Linked DNA regions of Mus musculus: region 2 is linked to region 1. The links are chromatin contacts, called in public promoter capture Hi-C maps. All regions are on one chromosome and are shown on one strand. The core of a region is the stretch at or near the end of the contact, and the rest is flanking DNA. Distances in the headings are between cores, read along the strand shown. Region 1 overlaps Tmem219 (transmembrane protein 219). Region 2 overlaps Srcap (Snf2-related CREBBP activator protein).

The links. Promoter capture Hi-C pulls out the DNA fragments that hold promoters and counts their contacts.
Region 2: a promoter capture Hi-C map of liver shows a contact between it and region 1, with 2.8 times the contacts expected there. The contact joins two enhancer-like sites. A contact is called at or near these places in 2 of 39 promoter capture datasets (both in liver).

Annotation. Positions count from the first base shown.
Region 1 is chr7:126,887,482-126,890,380 of GRCm38.p6, reverse strand. Tmem219 (transmembrane protein 219) reads left to right here. Exons shown (of 6, transcript NM_026827.1): 5 at 1,321-1,490. The coding sequence ends at 1,458. Among named protein-coding and RNA genes, the nearest start is that of Taok2, 4.0 kb to the right of the region's middle. Within about 2 kb of position 1,345, at least 11 of the 459 cell types and tissues checked have an H3K27ac peak or open chromatin away from gene starts, as enhancers often do. A contact at or near this core is called in liver, where this site is marked.
Region 2 is chr7:127,548,200-127,551,030 of GRCm38.p6, reverse strand. It overlaps Srcap (Snf2-related CREBBP activator protein), which reads right to left. Exons shown (of 34, transcript NM_001304266.1): 26 at 1,626-1,891; 27 at 1,296-1,498. Among named protein-coding and RNA genes, the nearest start is that of Tmem265, 12 kb to the left of the region's middle. Within about 2 kb of position 1,405, at least 8 of the 459 cell types and tissues checked have an H3K27ac peak or open chromatin away from gene starts, as enhancers often do. A contact at or near this core is called in liver, where this site is marked.

The DNA.
Region 1 (2,899 bases), core at 96-2,595:
ATTTGTGCTGGGGCGGGGTGTGTGTGTGTGTGTGTGTGTGTGTGTGTGTGTGTGTGTGTGCATGCCTGCCTGTCTTAGTCCATTGCTGTGAATAGACACCATGACCAAGACAACTCTTATAAAGGACAACATTTAATTGGGGCTGGTTTACAGGTTCAGAGGTTCAGTTCTTTATTATCAAGGCAGGAAGCATGACAGAGTCCAGGCAGGCATGGTGTCAGAGGACGAACTGAGAGTTCTGCATCTTGATCAGAAGGCAGCCAGGAGCAGACTGACTCTGGCCAGACTTGAGACCTCAAAACCCACCCTGGCCCGGCAGTGACACACTTCCTCCAACAAGGCTATACCTTCTAATAGTACTGCTCTGCTATGGGCCAAACATATTCAAACCACCACAATGTCTATAATCCCAGCACATGGGAGGCAGAGGCAGGTGGATCTTTCTTGAGTTCTAGGCCAGCCTGGTCTACAGAGTTCCAGGACAGCCAGGACTACATAAAGAAACCCTACCTCAAAAAACTAAAATAAATAATTACATAATTTTTAAGAGGCCATCTGGGGAAACAGATTTTGGCTCTGTTTGCATAGTCTTTAAAATGTGAAGGGCTATTAAGATGACTTAAGCAAGTAAAGGCATTTGCTGGCAATCAGAGTCTTATGGCTGGAGAAATGGCTCCGTGGTTAAGTGCAAAGACTCCCTCAGCAGAGAACTTGGGTTCATTTCCCAGTACCCACATAGCAACTTTCAACTATTTGTTATATCAGTCCTAGGAGATCTGAAGTCCCCTCCTGGGTTCTGCAGGCACAGTATACAGGCAGTGCACAGATATATGTGCAGACAAAACACCCATGTACAAATACAGATATAAAAAATATTTTGAAAACATCTATGTTTGGCTGTAACGGTAAACACTTATTACCGCAGCAGTCAGAAGACTGAAGGCAGAAGGAACGTGAGAGTTTGAGACCAGACTGAGACATAATAAGATCTTGTTTAAGGAACGGAGGGAGGGAGGAAGAGGAAGGGGAAGGGGAAAGGGAAGGGGAAGGGAAAGGGAAGAAGCTAAGTGGAATGTGGAGAATAGTGACCCCTGGGGAGTCATTGAGAGTTCAGTTGATGATTGGGCAGGAAGGCAGTTTGGAAAACATCTGGACAAATGTTATCCATCACCTGACCCGTAGCTGCCCCTAGGTGTCAGAAGGGCTCTGCCTCATGGAGGCCTGTCTCTGTTCTTCATGGAATGGGGCACGATATCTTCCCAAGATTCCCACCCCTCTCCACTGTCACCATTCCCCCTTCCTCTCTGTCCCCACCACTAGGAGGAGCTGGCTCTGTGTGGCAGCAGAGTGCTGGGCTTGGGCTTCTTCCTGGTTCTGCTCTGTGGCCTCCTCTGCTGTACCACTGCAGTCTGCTTCCATCCGCGCCCAGAGTTCCACTGGTCTAGAACACGGCTTTGAGGGCGACAGACTGCGCCTCACTCTGCTGTCAGGTGAGGCTCTGTGGGAACTAGGGTGGGGAAGGGATGGCAGCTGTAACCTGGAAAAGCAGATCCTTGGCATCCATCCTCCATCATAGCTTCATGTGAGTCCCTGAGAGCCCTGTTCAACTGTGTCCTTGGGGAACTGGGAACAGTTTTCTCTGTAAACAGAATATTTTTATTATTTTTACTGTTTTCCTTCTGTGTGTGTGTGTGTGTCCACCCATGTGCCATGGTGTGCATGTGGAGGTCAGAGAGCCACTTGATGGAGTTGGTTTTCACCTCCACATTTATATAGGGTCAGGAGAATGAAACTCAGGTCACCAAACTTGCTTTCATGGCAAGAACCTTTATCTGCTGTGATATCTTGCTGGCCTTATTTTTACTATGAAATAAATAACTTTCATGTAAACAAAAACCATAAAAGTACAATTTGGTAAATTGTTATAAAGTGGACACTAATAAATACTAGCAAAAGAGAAAAAGACTGTTATCCGCAATGCAGATACCTCCCCTGCTGGGTTATGGTGGCACACACCTTGGATCCCCAAACTGAGGGGCATTTGGATCTCTGAGTTCGAGGCCAGCCTGGTCTGCAGAGCAAGTTCCAGGACAGTCAGGGCTACACAGACAAACCCTGCCTTGACAAAAGAAAAGAAAAAAAAAAAAAAAAAAAAAAAGGAAGAAGAAGAAGAAGAAGAAAACGAAAAGGAAAGATTGTTTTTCCCACATTCCTTGATAGCACCCTTGCTCTCCCTGTGAGCCATTCTCCTGCTTTATCCTGTTCAGTTATACAACTGATCATGGCAACTGTGTGATTAGTGACCGACAGGGTCAGAGTCAAGGAAGTCTATTGGAGGTGTGATTGATTATTGAAGCGAAAGCTCTCTCTAAGCATGGATATCGTTTGCTTTTATTTGTATTTTCATTTTTTAACTCCCTAAGGCCCCACTCTTCCATTTTTTTAAAGATTTACTTTTATTTATGTATATATGTGTGTGCCTGCAAGAGTTTATATGCATCATGTGTGCACAGGTGCCCAAGGAAGGCAGAAGAAGGTGGTAGATCCCTTAGCCCTTAGTGCTGGAGTTAGAGATGGTTTTCAGCTGCCAGATGTGGTTGCTGGAAATCAGTTCTGTTCAAGAGCAGTAAGTGCTTTTAACACAGAGCCACCTGGGCCTCCTTTTACTTTTTTTTGTTTGTTTGTTCTGAAACATGGTCTCATTTGTAGCCCCAGTGACCTGACGCACTGTGTAAACCAAGCTGACCTCAAAATCAGCGATCTACCTACCTCTGCCTCCCAAGTGCTGTGATTAAAGACTTGTACTAACACCACACAGGGCCTTATTTTTTAACTAGATATGCTTTCATACATATCTTCTGTGACTGATGTCTTCCAAGTAGTGTTCTGATTGTCAGAC
Region 2 (2,831 bases), core at 156-2,655, 660 kb before region 1:
AAGGCTGCAGAGATGGCTCAAAAATTAAAATACTTGCTATGCAAGACTAAGTGCTTGAGTCTGATTCCCTAGCATCCTAAGGGTTGAGGTAAAGATAGGAAGACAAGGTTGGGGGGAACTGAGGGTCAGCCATTCTAGCTGAAATAGTGAGCTCCAGGTTTACTAAGAGACCCCGTATCAAAAATAAAGGTGGGGGAGAGAGAGAGTGAAATGAGGTGTGTGTGTTATGTATATATCATGAAATTGTCTGTATAACAACATGATATGGTAAAGGAACAAATTTAATCCATTATAGAAAATAGATGGGAAAGTAATAGAGAAAAATAATTGACCTCTGGCCTCTAAACTCATACACAGGCAAGTAGACTTGCATATTCATGTATGAATAGACACATTATATGCACAAGAAAAATTTCTTTTTTTTTCTTTAAGACCAGGTCCCACTTTGTAAACAAGGTTGGCCTCAAAGTTACCCTCTTGCACAAATGTGCTTCTCAAATGCTGGGATTATGAGCCTGTATTAACCATCCCAGGTCTCTCCCCTCCCACAAATAATGTATTTTTTAGAGAAATTTTCTCTCATATATTACATCTCAACTGCTGAACAAAAATTCAGTGTACAGACAGAGGCAGAGGGATTTCTGAGTTCAAAGCCAGCCTGGTCTACAGCCCAGCCAGACATAAAAGCTTCCAAGACTGCCAGAGCCATAAAGAGACCCTGTTTCTAAAAAAGCAGAAACAATAAAAATTATATAATAATAATAATGATAAGCAGAAGATCTTGAACTTGCAGCAATCCTCCTGCCTCTTTGTCCTGAGTATTACAGTTTACATATGTGCACCTCAGACCCAGTTGCTTTGTTTTTGGATCTTTAATGTTTCTCTATTGCAGTACAGGCTGTCCTAGAACCTTTGTAAACCAGCATGGCCTTGAACTCAGAGATCTGCCTTCCTCTGCTGAGATTAAAGGTGTGCTTCCATATTCTATACTACGCTGCCTCACTTATTATCCCAAATGATAAGCAAAATGACAGATGTTCATGACAACCACTGGATAAACAAATCAATTAACATCATATATACATCACTTCCACAAAAGCTCCCAAAATGTTGCCTCTAAGCATCGTTTCTTTGATGTAATGATCTTGACACAAAGACTCAAGAATAATTTGGTGGAGAGGAGTCCAAGGCCATCCTCAGCCCCAGCAGTAAACAGAGGAGGTCGTAGGATACGCAAGACTGTCTCAAACCAAATCAAACAAGTACTGAGGGTCCTGAAATAGACAAGAACTCACCACAATCATACTGGATGAGTCTCAAGTCAGGGAACTGAGTACGCATATTACATACAATACGGTGCAAAGGACGGGCTCGAGGCCAGAGCTCACAGGCCAATTGCTCCTGGAAGGCTGCCTGATGAGGGGCCAGCCAAGGAGGTGGGTGGCAGGCATGCAGGGAAGGGGGAGGTGCCTCCACAGGAGGCATGACAAAGATGAACCTGTGAAAAGAAGAAAATAAACATTGTAAAAGATATGACCCTGAAATACCATAGAAATTAGCACCTTCATTAGACCTAAGAACTAAGCCCCCAAACCCACTCCCCAACAGCACTTAGCCCTGCCAACCTCTCAATGATTTCTGACAGCTGCTCTAGTCGCTGCTGGGGAAACAGTACAGCCCGACGGGCAGCCTCAGTGTAAGTCCAAAAGATGGGGTGGCTGGGGCCAGGAGAACGAGGACCAATGGGGCTGGCAACAGGTTGGGGCAAGGTACAGAAATCCAGGACTTCAGTCCCATACACGGGTGCCAGAGCCCCATGAGCCTCACTAAGTTGGAAAATCCGATCCAGGCGCTCAGATCGCTGCTGCTTCCGCTTTTCTTCCAGAGAGTCCTAAAGAAGAAAAAAAAAGAAATTAGTGTACTTAAGAGTTTACAACAAAACTTTGTGCTTTATCATGTCTAAAACTGTTTTCACAGTGCTAAATGACACCTCTACAAGAGAAAACTAACTTTCCTGTATGCTTATTAAAGCACAGTGCAAAATATTCAAAATAAAACCTACATATCCAACAATTGAGGCAATTTTCATATGTAACACTCAAACTGAGGGCATCTAACTTATAGTTTCTTGAAGTAGCTCCATGGAATGTGAATGTGCACTTTCATGCACAAATACATAGAATTAAAACAAAACAAAACAAAACAGCAGACACTGAGCCACATATGCTGGCACATGCCTTTAATCCAGTATTTGGGAGGGGATGCAGGTGGATTTCTATGAGATCCAGGACAACCAGGGCTACATAGTGAGAGACCCTGTCTCAAAAAAGGGGAAAAAAAAATACATGAAAATCAGGGAGTACAGGTTTACAAACAAAAAACCAAAAAAAAAAAAAAAAAAAAAACAAAAGAAAACAAACAAACAAACAAAAATGAGAAAGGGAAAAATAAGGAAAATGAAAGGGAAGAATGGAAAGGAATGAAATAAGGAGGGCCCCTTTTTTATTTCTGTTTTGAGACAGGGTTTCTCTCTTGGTACTTGCTGGCTGCCAGTGCTGGGATTAAAGGTGTGAGCCATGACTGCTTGGCTAAGGAGGGGGCCTTCTGAACAGGTAATAAAATTATTTGGTAAGATGAAGGAGGAAAGCTCAGAGTGTGAAAAGCAGAGAAAATTTTAATACATCGTGGTTATGTAGGTCAGGACTTTATGATGACTTTTCTGCATTTTGGTTTCATCTATTTTTTTTACACTTTCTATGAGTATGTCAACTTTTAATTATTTAATTTTTTCTTACATAATTTAACTATAATAGTTCATTTTCAAGTTCTGT